Linked DNA regions of Sus scrofa: region 2 is linked to region 1. Evidence: chromatin contacts called from public HiChIP or PLAC-seq data. All regions are on one chromosome and are shown on one strand. Each heading gives the region's core, a stretch centred on a gene start, on an enhancer-like site or on the middle of the called end of the contact. The rest is flanking DNA. Distances are from core to core; before and after follow the strand shown. Region 1 overlaps TLE4 (transducin-like enhancer protein 4). Region 2 overlaps LOC102162974 (a long non-coding RNA gene).

What was found. HiChIP or PLAC-seq counts read pairs in DNA pulled down with a chosen protein or histone mark.
Region 2: a contact with region 1 is called in an H3K27ac HiChIP or PLAC-seq map of skeletal muscle, with 5 times the contacts expected there. The contact joins two enhancer-like sites.

What each region holds. Positions count from the first base shown.
Region 1 is chr1:232,468,277-232,473,261 of Sscrofa11.1, reverse strand. The region is part of intron 8 of TLE4 (transducin-like enhancer protein 4); the gene reads right to left. Among named protein-coding and RNA genes, the nearest start is that of TLE4, 110 kb to the right of the region's middle. Within about 2 kb of position 2,846, at least 4 of the 83 cell types and tissues checked have an H3K27ac peak or open chromatin away from gene starts, as enhancers often do. A contact at or near this core is called in skeletal muscle, where this site is marked.
Region 2 is chr1:232,842,493-232,847,477 of Sscrofa11.1, reverse strand. All of the region lies in intron 1 of LOC102162974 (a long non-coding RNA gene), which reads right to left. Among named protein-coding and RNA genes, the nearest start is that of NPAP1, 240 kb to the left of the region's middle. Within about 2 kb of position 3,102, at least 10 of the 83 cell types and tissues checked have an H3K27ac peak or open chromatin away from gene starts, as enhancers often do. A contact at or near this core is called in skeletal muscle, where this site is marked.

The sequences.
Region 1 (4,985 bases), core at 1,597-4,096:
ATGAGATGCCTCCTGGAAATATCTAAATCTCATTCACTTCCTTCCTAGCATTTGTATCATGGACATTACTTTGATTATTTTCTTTTCTCTTCTACTTGACTAGAAGTTCCAAAAAGACAGGGATCATGCCTGGTTTGCCACCTCAATTAAGGCTGATAACACAAGAATACCAAACTCTGCTCATGTGTCAATATGCCCTACTTGTTCTCATATTATTTTCATTATCTTGAGAGTAGAGATTATACATTCCTAAAGGGCATACATATACTCTTGAGTTTTATTTCTTTGTATTTTCAGCACTCAATATAATAACTGACACAGTCAGAAGAAGAGCCTGGGAGGGGTGGGTAAGGGTGAATGTAAGTGCATGCAGTAGGCACATCCAAAGGAGGGAGGCAGCTTTCAAAAGTGCTAACTTGGAAAATGATGTAGTGATAAGAAAATTTTAGGACTATGCTGAAAAGACAGTAAGAGGAAGGAGAGCAAAAAAAAAGCTGAAACAAAAGTCACAATAGTGCCAGGCAGAGGTATGTTCCAAGATGATGTCTTTTCCTTGTTTTGTTTCCCAACCCATGAAGGGTACAGGCTCCCTCTCTCAAAGTCAGCACCAACTTTGACCTTGGGTGGGCACTCAAGAAATATCTGTTGTTACATAAATGTATCAAGCCCACCTATTTTTCTTATTCTAAAAGAGATAAATCTTCAGCCTAAGGGAGACATTTTTCAACTGGTTCCCCTCTTCCTCCTCTCTCATCATGTACTCATCAGCTGTCTGCAGCCAGGGAGAAACAAATCTTACTAAAGTCTGACCACCGAAAAGGCAGGATCTAAATGAACCCTGCCTGACAGACTCAATACGTGAAAAATGCAGGCATCAGCAGTTCTTTCTGTGGCCACTCAAAAAAAACAGTGATCCCCAGGGATCTCCTTGAAATGCTCATCTCCCAAGGAGGTTGTGGTAAAGCAAAAAAATTCTCAGTACTCCCATAAGTCACCACACACAGGTGATGAAAGAAAAAACCAAATATAGGGCAGACAGATATAATATTTTTTTTAAAAAGAGCTTTACATGGGTTGATTTTTAAGTCATAGATGACTATAGAGTTTTATGTAAATGTTTAGTACATAAAGCAACATAAAGCATTAACATTAATCAGGTTAAGAAACTGACTTTAGCATACTGAGGAATGAAAACAGATGTGACACAGATACTTAGACAATTTCAAATTGGTTCAAACAATTGATTTCAAGCAGCGGGTTACATTTGACAACTAGATCTAAAGATGCAAGGGTTGACCGGTTATGTAAAACATTGGAAGTTTGGGTTGATTCACCAAGCTTGTGCCAAGATCACTCAGGGCTAACCAGGAAGCAGCACTCCACTAAAGGAAGCCAAGATGTTAAGGGAATCATGTCTAAGCCCACCTCCAGCCCTCTCAAAGGATCAGAGGTCAGAGAGCTAAATTACAAGGGAACTATAGAAAAGGTCTCCGAGCTCTGTCTCTTGCCACCTCTGACAACTATGAGTGCTGCTCTGCTGCTCCTGCTGACCTTTCCCCCCTCCTGTTCCTTCCTCTCCCCACCTCCAGCCCCACCCGGCCAGGAGAATCTCTGTCATACTGTCTTCCCTGTAGCACCAAAGGCTAAGGAGGTTGTTGACCCTTATTCTAACATGTCCTTTTAGGTTAATTACTTTTGTATACTCGATGTACCCGGTGACATTTAATCACTACAGCGCTACTTGGGTAAACAGAACCTAAGGGAGTCAACTGCAATTTGGCATTGAGCTAAATGGTACGGTAATAGCAGCACACTCAAGATGGGAGGGAAAATACTCTCTCGCGCCACCCTGAGAAATGAGGGGAATCCCAGTCTATCGATCACTATTGTATTAAAAAGGAAGAACCCTAGGCTCAGTTTTGCTGTTTAATACTAAACATGACCTGAAGGAACCTTGCACTTTGTAACAGAAGGACAGTCCAGAAAAGTTTTTGCTCAACGAATGAATGAAGATAAAAATAACTCCAAGTGTAGCTGAGTGTGGTGTGCCTCCTCTCTGTCTGCCTCTCTTCACATGTGCTCACACAAGCACACAAAGCCCATTCCAGGATAGCCCTCTGCTAACAGCCAGCACTCCATCTTCTTGCTGGTCTTTTGGTTTGTATGTATTCAGGGCACAGGAATCTATATACACAAGATCGCACAAGCTAGTATGTACAAGAAAGCATCCTGGAGCAGGGAAAGCAACCAAAGGTCACAGCTCAGGCCGCTGAGCCACTCAGAAAGTTTGCTAAAACACACGGCTATGGACTTCCTTCCACTGGGAATGTAGAGTGGGGCAGAAAGGCCATCAGCAGGCTTGACAGAGCCTGCCTGATCATTGGGGGCTGAGGGTGCCTCTACAGAAGTGCTTTCAATATCACCTAGTGGATGGAAAAAGGAGGCTTTACTCCTCTACTGGAAGAGTAACAAAAGACTTCTCAAGCGGAGCCTGGAGTTGTGACACCGTCCCAATTGTACAACTTTAGCTGAATGGCTACTCTGTGTTCACTGTTCTAGATGCCAGGTCACAAAGGGAATAAGGTACAGTTTTGCACTGCAGTGGAGTCTGGAGTGAAGCAGGTGGAATGGAATAATCACAGACTGTAGAGTGAGAGTGCTCTGGTTTCAAGTCTCAGTTCCACACACAAGAGTTGTGTGATTCCAGTGCTTTAACCCTGCCAGGCCTCAATTTTCATACCTCTAAAATGGAGATAAGGGTATCTGTTCCACAGGATAGTAATGAAGATTGCATGAGCTAACTAGAAGTGGCAAATCAACTGCCCTTTCTCTCATGTTTATTTCTGGAATCTGCTCTAGAGGGCAAAGACCAAGCCTCTGTCAGCAACCCGATCTGGGCAAGTCTCCTCTTGCCTTCCTTTGCAAGAGGCTCATAGGTAGCTCCTCAGGTCTCAGATTCTGGGGAAAAGCCACCCTATCTGTCCAGACTCAAATATTTCAGACAGCATATTCTATAGGCTGGGTACCTACCTGCCCTTGTGACTTGGTGTCTTATTTTTCCTTATATGTAGAATTCACATCAAACATACCTTCTAAGAGCATGACCTTGATTTACAGTAACAAGAGTGAAGACTACACCTGCAACCCCAGCTTCACTGGAACCTCACAAATGACTCTAAAGTGAGTGAGGTGTCAGGACTAATGGGGTGTGGGAATATAGCATGTATCCCCTTGTTAATAAGAGAATACCATCATCTACTGACCTGAGTACCAACTAGGTGCCAGGTGCTCTGCTGGGCCCTAAGACAGTGACTTGGTATACAACAGAAAGGATGGAAGAGGACCTATCCTCAGAGAGCCTTCTTTCTAAGTAAGAAGACATAAAGTGAATTAAGTTATTATTAAGACATAAATAAGAAATCAATAATGTAAGTGTAAATGGCAATGTGCTACAAAGGAGCTAAACCAGATGTTATGACTGAGGTTAATGATGGGTGATCAGGGACAGCCTCTTCAAAGTGACAGCATTCCGGCTGACATGGGAAGCAAAAGGTGGAGCCGACCATGTGAAGAGCCAGGAGAAGACTGTTGCAGACAACCGAGGGAAGAAAACATGCACAGGCCTGCAGAGAGGGAAAGCTTACAGTGATGCTGGAGGGACAGAACGGTTGGGTGCCTGCCGTGAAGAGAGCACATGAAAGGACAATACTAGGAGAGAGAGGGGCCGGGCTGTGCAGGGCCCAGTAGGCCCTGGTGAAGTCTGCATTTCATCCTAAGTGTCACTGAAGGGAAGTAATGAGATGGCACACACGTTCTAAAGAGATCTCTGAAAAGTTATGTTAGAGAAGGGCCAGAGTCAGAGGTAAGGCTTTTAGAAGCACTTACCAGCAGAAAAGGTTACATTGCCTACTTCCACCGCTGGTAATTAAAAAAGAAAACAAATATGAAGTGTACAATATAAACCTAACACAAATGCTGAATTTAAAATAGCAAAATTCTAAGTTGGATCATTAAAGCTGAGCTCTCATCATTTTTGGTATCCCTGCTTTACTAGCACTGTTAGCATGGACTTAAGTGGGTCTACCAGGTAACAGAGCTCTGAAGGTTAAATAAACAGTGGTCCAGGGGAGATGCTAATGGCTCAGACTGGAGAGGATGCTAGAAAAGGTAAAAGGGGGATGGATTTGGGAGAGGTGTAGAGGTCTAACCCAATGTCTTACCAACTTATTAACATATATGTATGTATGTAGGGGGGGCACACATAAGTATATGTGCATGCAGGTACAGGTATGTGTGTGTATATATAAAATTAAATATATATATACACACACACACACACACACACATACATATATATAATTAAAATGGAATTAAGTTTGTCAGCATACTGATGTCATCTTTAGGCATCCGCAATCTGACCTAGGTTTCTAAGAGAAGAAGAAAGGCATGAGTCTTAGGTATTTGAGGAGACCACTCCTAATCTTCAGGGCTCATGGGACTGCATGGTGCATGTAAGCAGTACCCTCCAGGCTTATCACAGAACGGGGGTGGGGTGTGTGTATATGTGTTAGAAACCACTCATCTCAGCATCCCAAATTAAATCCCTACAAGGCAGTAGACCAGGTATTTAAGATCCATGCTAAAAAAATAAATGCTGATTCTTACTCAAAGAAACCTGGAAGGAAGAAGGTAAGATCCACTTCTGTGATCAAAAGAAAACCAGATTCTAAGAGCACCGGGACTGTTTCAGAAAGGGTGAGATTTAGCTGCCCAGAATTAATTCAGGAGAGGTAAGCGAGGCACTGCTTGGGAAGGAGGCGATAGCACTGAGGACTTTTCAGGCATAAGAGGAGGCCAGGCTAGGTCTGGGAGAAAATGGAGAATAAGGCATGGGGCAACAAAGAACCTCCCCCCACTGCCAAGGTGTCCTTTCTCTGGGATGATGTTAAGAGCTAGGATGAGACAAGCAACAGGGAACAACCAAA
Region 2 (4,985 bases), core at 1,853-4,352, 370 kb before region 1:
GGCCTTATCATAAGAGGGAGAAGAGGATACAGTAGCTCTTGCTGGTCCTCCAACATTTCTTTGAGTTCTGAAGTCAGAATGTTGCAGTGCTCACTCGTTAGACCTCTTCTTTTCTGTAATTGCATCCATTTCTTTGATCACCTGATCTAATCTCATGACCTAAAATGCCATCTGTATACTGTGTATCTGCAAGTTTAGAATCCCAACCCAGACCTTTCCAGTAAACTCAAGACTCACACATACAGCTCCCTACTCAACATCTGCCACTGGATATCTAACTGGCAACACAAATTTATCCTGTCAAAACTTAAACTCATGACCATAATTCCTAAACCTGCACCTGCATTTTCTGCCATGTCAGTTGACATCACCCTCATCCTTTACTCCACTCTTTCTCATCTACCCCACATTCATTCATCAGGAAACTCTGTTTGCTTTGCCTTTACTCTGTCCCAAGCCACAGGGCTGTCTTATTGTTCCTTGAACAGACTAGTTGTGCCCCTAATACAGGGCCTTGGCTGTTGTCTCCTGTGTTTGGAAGGCTCTTCTCATCGATAACTATGTGCTGGCCCCTTTACCTTCTTAAGTCATCCAGATGTTACTTTTTCAATGAGTTCTTTCTTCACTAACTTTTATAAATTGGTGATGCCTACCTCCTTACACTCTCTATCCTCTATCCTTCATTTATTTTTCTCTAAAACATGTATTGATTTTTAACTTGCCATATAACTCATTTTTAAAATTTTTAATTCATTTTAAACATTCTACTTTCAAAAAGAATGTAGGTTTTATAAAGCAGGTATTTTTGCCTGACATACAGTAGATGCTCAATAATATTTGGAGAATGAAGAAAGAATCAGAAGGACTAATCTCAGTTTAACTAAAACTAGCTGTTGACCTTGGACAAGTCATTTGATCACTCTAGGCCTTAATGTGTTTGCCTGTAAAAATGAGAGGACTAAATTAAAATAACTTGGAGGTGGGAATAGCCCTAATGAGGGACTTGAAACAAAAAGATCTGTTCCATCGAAGTCTCTGTAGCAGTGAATTTGCTTTGAGTTTACGAAGGAACCAAGTGGATTATGGGCATTACTGCCAGGCACTTGAGCAGTAACCTGAGACTCTATGTGGCATTACTGGCAAGAGGGCCAATGCTGTCAGCATCTCAGTGGCAACAATGCCCTTCATATTTGACCTGGGGTACTGGTTCAGAAGCTGGCAGCCTCCGCTGACAGGTATCACCACAGTGAGCAGAAGAAGAAAAGAAGCCCTTCAGATATGGTGGCCAAAAGAACTGTGTTCAAATACACAGGAAGCATTCCCTGAGGTCTCCCAGAAAGAGTTAGCCAGGTGGGGAAGGAGAAAAAGAGGATGGCACTCCTGCAGTTTTAAATAGGGCTGAGCCAAAGAAATATGATTTAGGGAAGAGCATGATCTTATTTATACTCCTCGGATGGGGTGGTCTGGGGAGACATTGGCTAAGACTCATGGCTTCTTTCATTATACCCCATTGCTCTATTAAATTCTATTCCCTGCACCTTCAGAGCAAATCACTCCACATAACACTGTCCGCTTTCTTTGATCTGTGTGACTGAAAGGATGAACCTTAGGCGCCCCTCCCCCACCAACCCCGCCAGAGCCCAAGGCACAATCAATTTCAATATGCAGGGGAAATAGACCACACAGGATCTATGGCCTCCCAACAGGGACCTGACATATTAACTGTTGTAATGCCTCTAATTCAGTCTATTTACTTTGGGAGAGGCCTGTCTCTCCTGCTCATCATTTTAACCCGTACATCAGCTGTGTCATGACTATTTAGAGTGATGGGGGTGATGCTCAGGGCATAGTCATGAGGAGCCTGATGAGGGAACAGCTCCAGCGAGCCCACGTAGCTGCAGGGTAATGATGACTAATTCCCTTCACGTCCCTCACCCCTGCCTTGAAATCTTCTCTTGCCTTTTAAATTGACGTCTGTCGGAGGGAATGACTCCGGCAGTGTCACTGCTTGATGCATTGGCCCGGAGGAGGCACTCCTTCTTGTCACGAAGGGAGACATGCGAGAGGAGCAAAGAACAGCAGAGGAGGGGAGATGGGGGCCCTCCGGGAAGATGAAAAATGAGCAAGGAGAGAAGGGGAAACCTCTTCAACCAAATGCCACTATTTTGATTTGAACACTTTCACAGCTTCTGTGACATAGAAGCAGACTATTGAGATGATCTCACCACATGTATGTCACAGCCCTAAACGGCTCAAGTTGGTGTATTTTTCAGAAAGTATCTCCAGGAGAAGCAGGTCAATAGGAGCTACTTTGCGGCAGGTGATTCCATATAGCAACCATTCTCTTTAAACTGCTTAGAGCCCACAACAGGATTTTGATCTTTGATGCATTCTTAATAGCTACAGTGAAAGGAAATCTTTCCAATCAATATACCTCTAGATCACCAATGTTGAGCTGATGGTGATGTGGTTAATTGTCTTAGATGACAAATGAATGGCATGCTTGAGGTCACACTTGAAAATGGAAAGAAAAGAAAACCATATTAAAAAAAAATGCTTCTTTTACTTTAAGCTGTGTCTCAAATATTCTCTTTTATTAGAGAAAGTTTTTTTTTCCCTTTTATTTTTCTTTAAACTATGAATACATTAGGTTTTAAAAACAAGCAGATTCAAGCTCCAGTTTGGCAGAATCTTCTGTCCTCAGGTAACAGGGTAAAATGTCATTAATTAATTTCACTTATCTAAGAATGTTTATGTCCTCCTTTGAAAATTAATGGTCAAACACTATGATTTTCTTATTACATGAACAAATCTCTGGGATTAAAAAAAAAAAAAAAAAGATTCCATTAATGTTGATCCAAGAACCCACTAAAGAAAGCCATGGTTGAGAGAGCTGCTTAATGTCTGGGTGATCCTTTTTTTCTCACCTCTCATCTTGGAAAAGGTTCTGGCTCAAAACTGACTCCCCAGAAACCAGAAAAGGCCTGAGGGAGTCTGGCCCAACTCCCAGGCATTTTGTTTGGGCAACTCTCAGGAGGCCAGGGTGTTCCTGAGGATAACCCAGGCAGCTCACTGCTGGCCAGGATGAGTTCTGAAATCGTGATCTGGACTCTTGCCTGTCAGTCCTGGAGAAAACCCAAAGCCACAGATCTGCTTTAGAATGAGTCTGATCTTCCGCCAGCAGAGACAGCTGAGGTCAAGGGCAGGCTTTTCGAGGCCTTTTTGTCCTCAGAGGCACTGCCTGCTCTCCTTTAGCCCAGGCAGACCTTGGCCAGAGGCAGGAAGGTGTAGATAATCCACGTGCTGCCACCGCCTGACCTTCTTAGGTGGAGGGCTGAGTTCAGGTCCCTTGGCTTCTGGCTCTAGCATACCCAAGAGAGTGAATAATGACAATAATGATTACCATTTACTGAACTGCTTCTCTGCCAGGCACTGGGCTAGCTTAATTACAAACAACAGTGCAGGTAAAATTATTTTACCTTTGTTGTGGGTTTTGCCTGTGTTGACTGTAAACTCTTTAAGGACAGAGTGGGTTTGGTTTTTGGTTTTTCGATACTCATTTCTCTCCTCTAAGTGTCTCGTAGTAGCAGGTGCCCCGTAAAGATTAATAAGTTCGAGTGGGTCACAAAGATATCCAAGTTCACACAGCTGACAAACAGGAGAGTCAAAATGCAAACCCAAGTCATGGAAATGCAAAGTGGGAACTATCCACCCTGTACCACATCCCTATCCCACCTCTGCCCTTTGTGGGGTTCAACAGGCCACCCTGACTTGGGTGCACAGTCCCTGAAGAAGTAAAGACCTCCAGCAAAGTGGCAAGGAGTCAGCTCACAAAGATAACAGCAATTCTGAAAATATTAGTACTCTCGCTGCACCCAGAATGGAGCCAAAGGATTGGAATTTGTCCAAATATTGAAATTCTTCTTTCTATAAACATAGAACATCTGAGTAGAATGGGGAAGTTGTTAGCCAGCAAAGATATTCTTTTTGGAGTTTTGGTTTTCTCTTGAGCAGGAAAACTCAAATGGATTATTATTAACATATTGATTAACTTATTTCTTACTCCTTCAATAAAATGATTAGAAATAGGATTGAGTCATATCTTTAAGTCCCTAATCATAATGATGATGAGAATATATTTTTAGTCTTTCTAATTTACAAATTACTTCCACATAAAATTTAATTTTTAGTATTACAATAAGCAGGGAGTGTATTAATATCCCTATTATATGGGTAGGAAAACCAAAGTCCAGAGAGAGAGACTGCATGATTCATCTGAAGTTACAAGGTTAATCAAAACGTAGAAGGCCCAAATTCAGATTCTGACCCCACCACATGATTCTGGCTGTTAACGATTACCTCGATCGTCCATGCAGAAATCAGGACCTACCATTTCGTCATTCTAACAAAGGCATCTCAATTATAGCCTAAGATTTTCAGACTTATTGATAGAAGATACTAGTTTCACAAGGGCTATTGATTTTTCAAGACATCTTACAGGTAGCTTGCCATTCTTTAGCATTTGTAAGACTGAAAATTTAATTACTGAGTTTATGATCATTCTTTCCATTACTAACCACACACAGAAAAATTTCCTAAGGCGAGAAACCGTGTCTAATTAACCTAAGGGTTATTGAGACTAAAGAAAAGAAGACTGAAAAGCAACTTAATGAGTCCAATTATTTCCTCCAGGCCCAGGAAGGGCATTAGCAACAGGCTTTCCCTGGACACGAGCAGGCCGACTTCCCTCTCAGCCTCCTTGCAGTCTCTCTCCCATAAACCAAAGCTTGGCTCAAGAAAGAGTGAGGTAGTGACTACTAATAGGGGTGGTGGTGTTTTGTTTTTCTTTTTGGGGGGTTTTGTTGTTATTTTGCTTTTTGTTTGTTGTTGCTGTTGTTGTTGTTGTTGTTTGCTTTTTAGGGCCAAACCCTTGGCATGTGGAAGTCCCCAGGCTAGCGGTTGGTTAAATTGGAGCTACAGCTGCT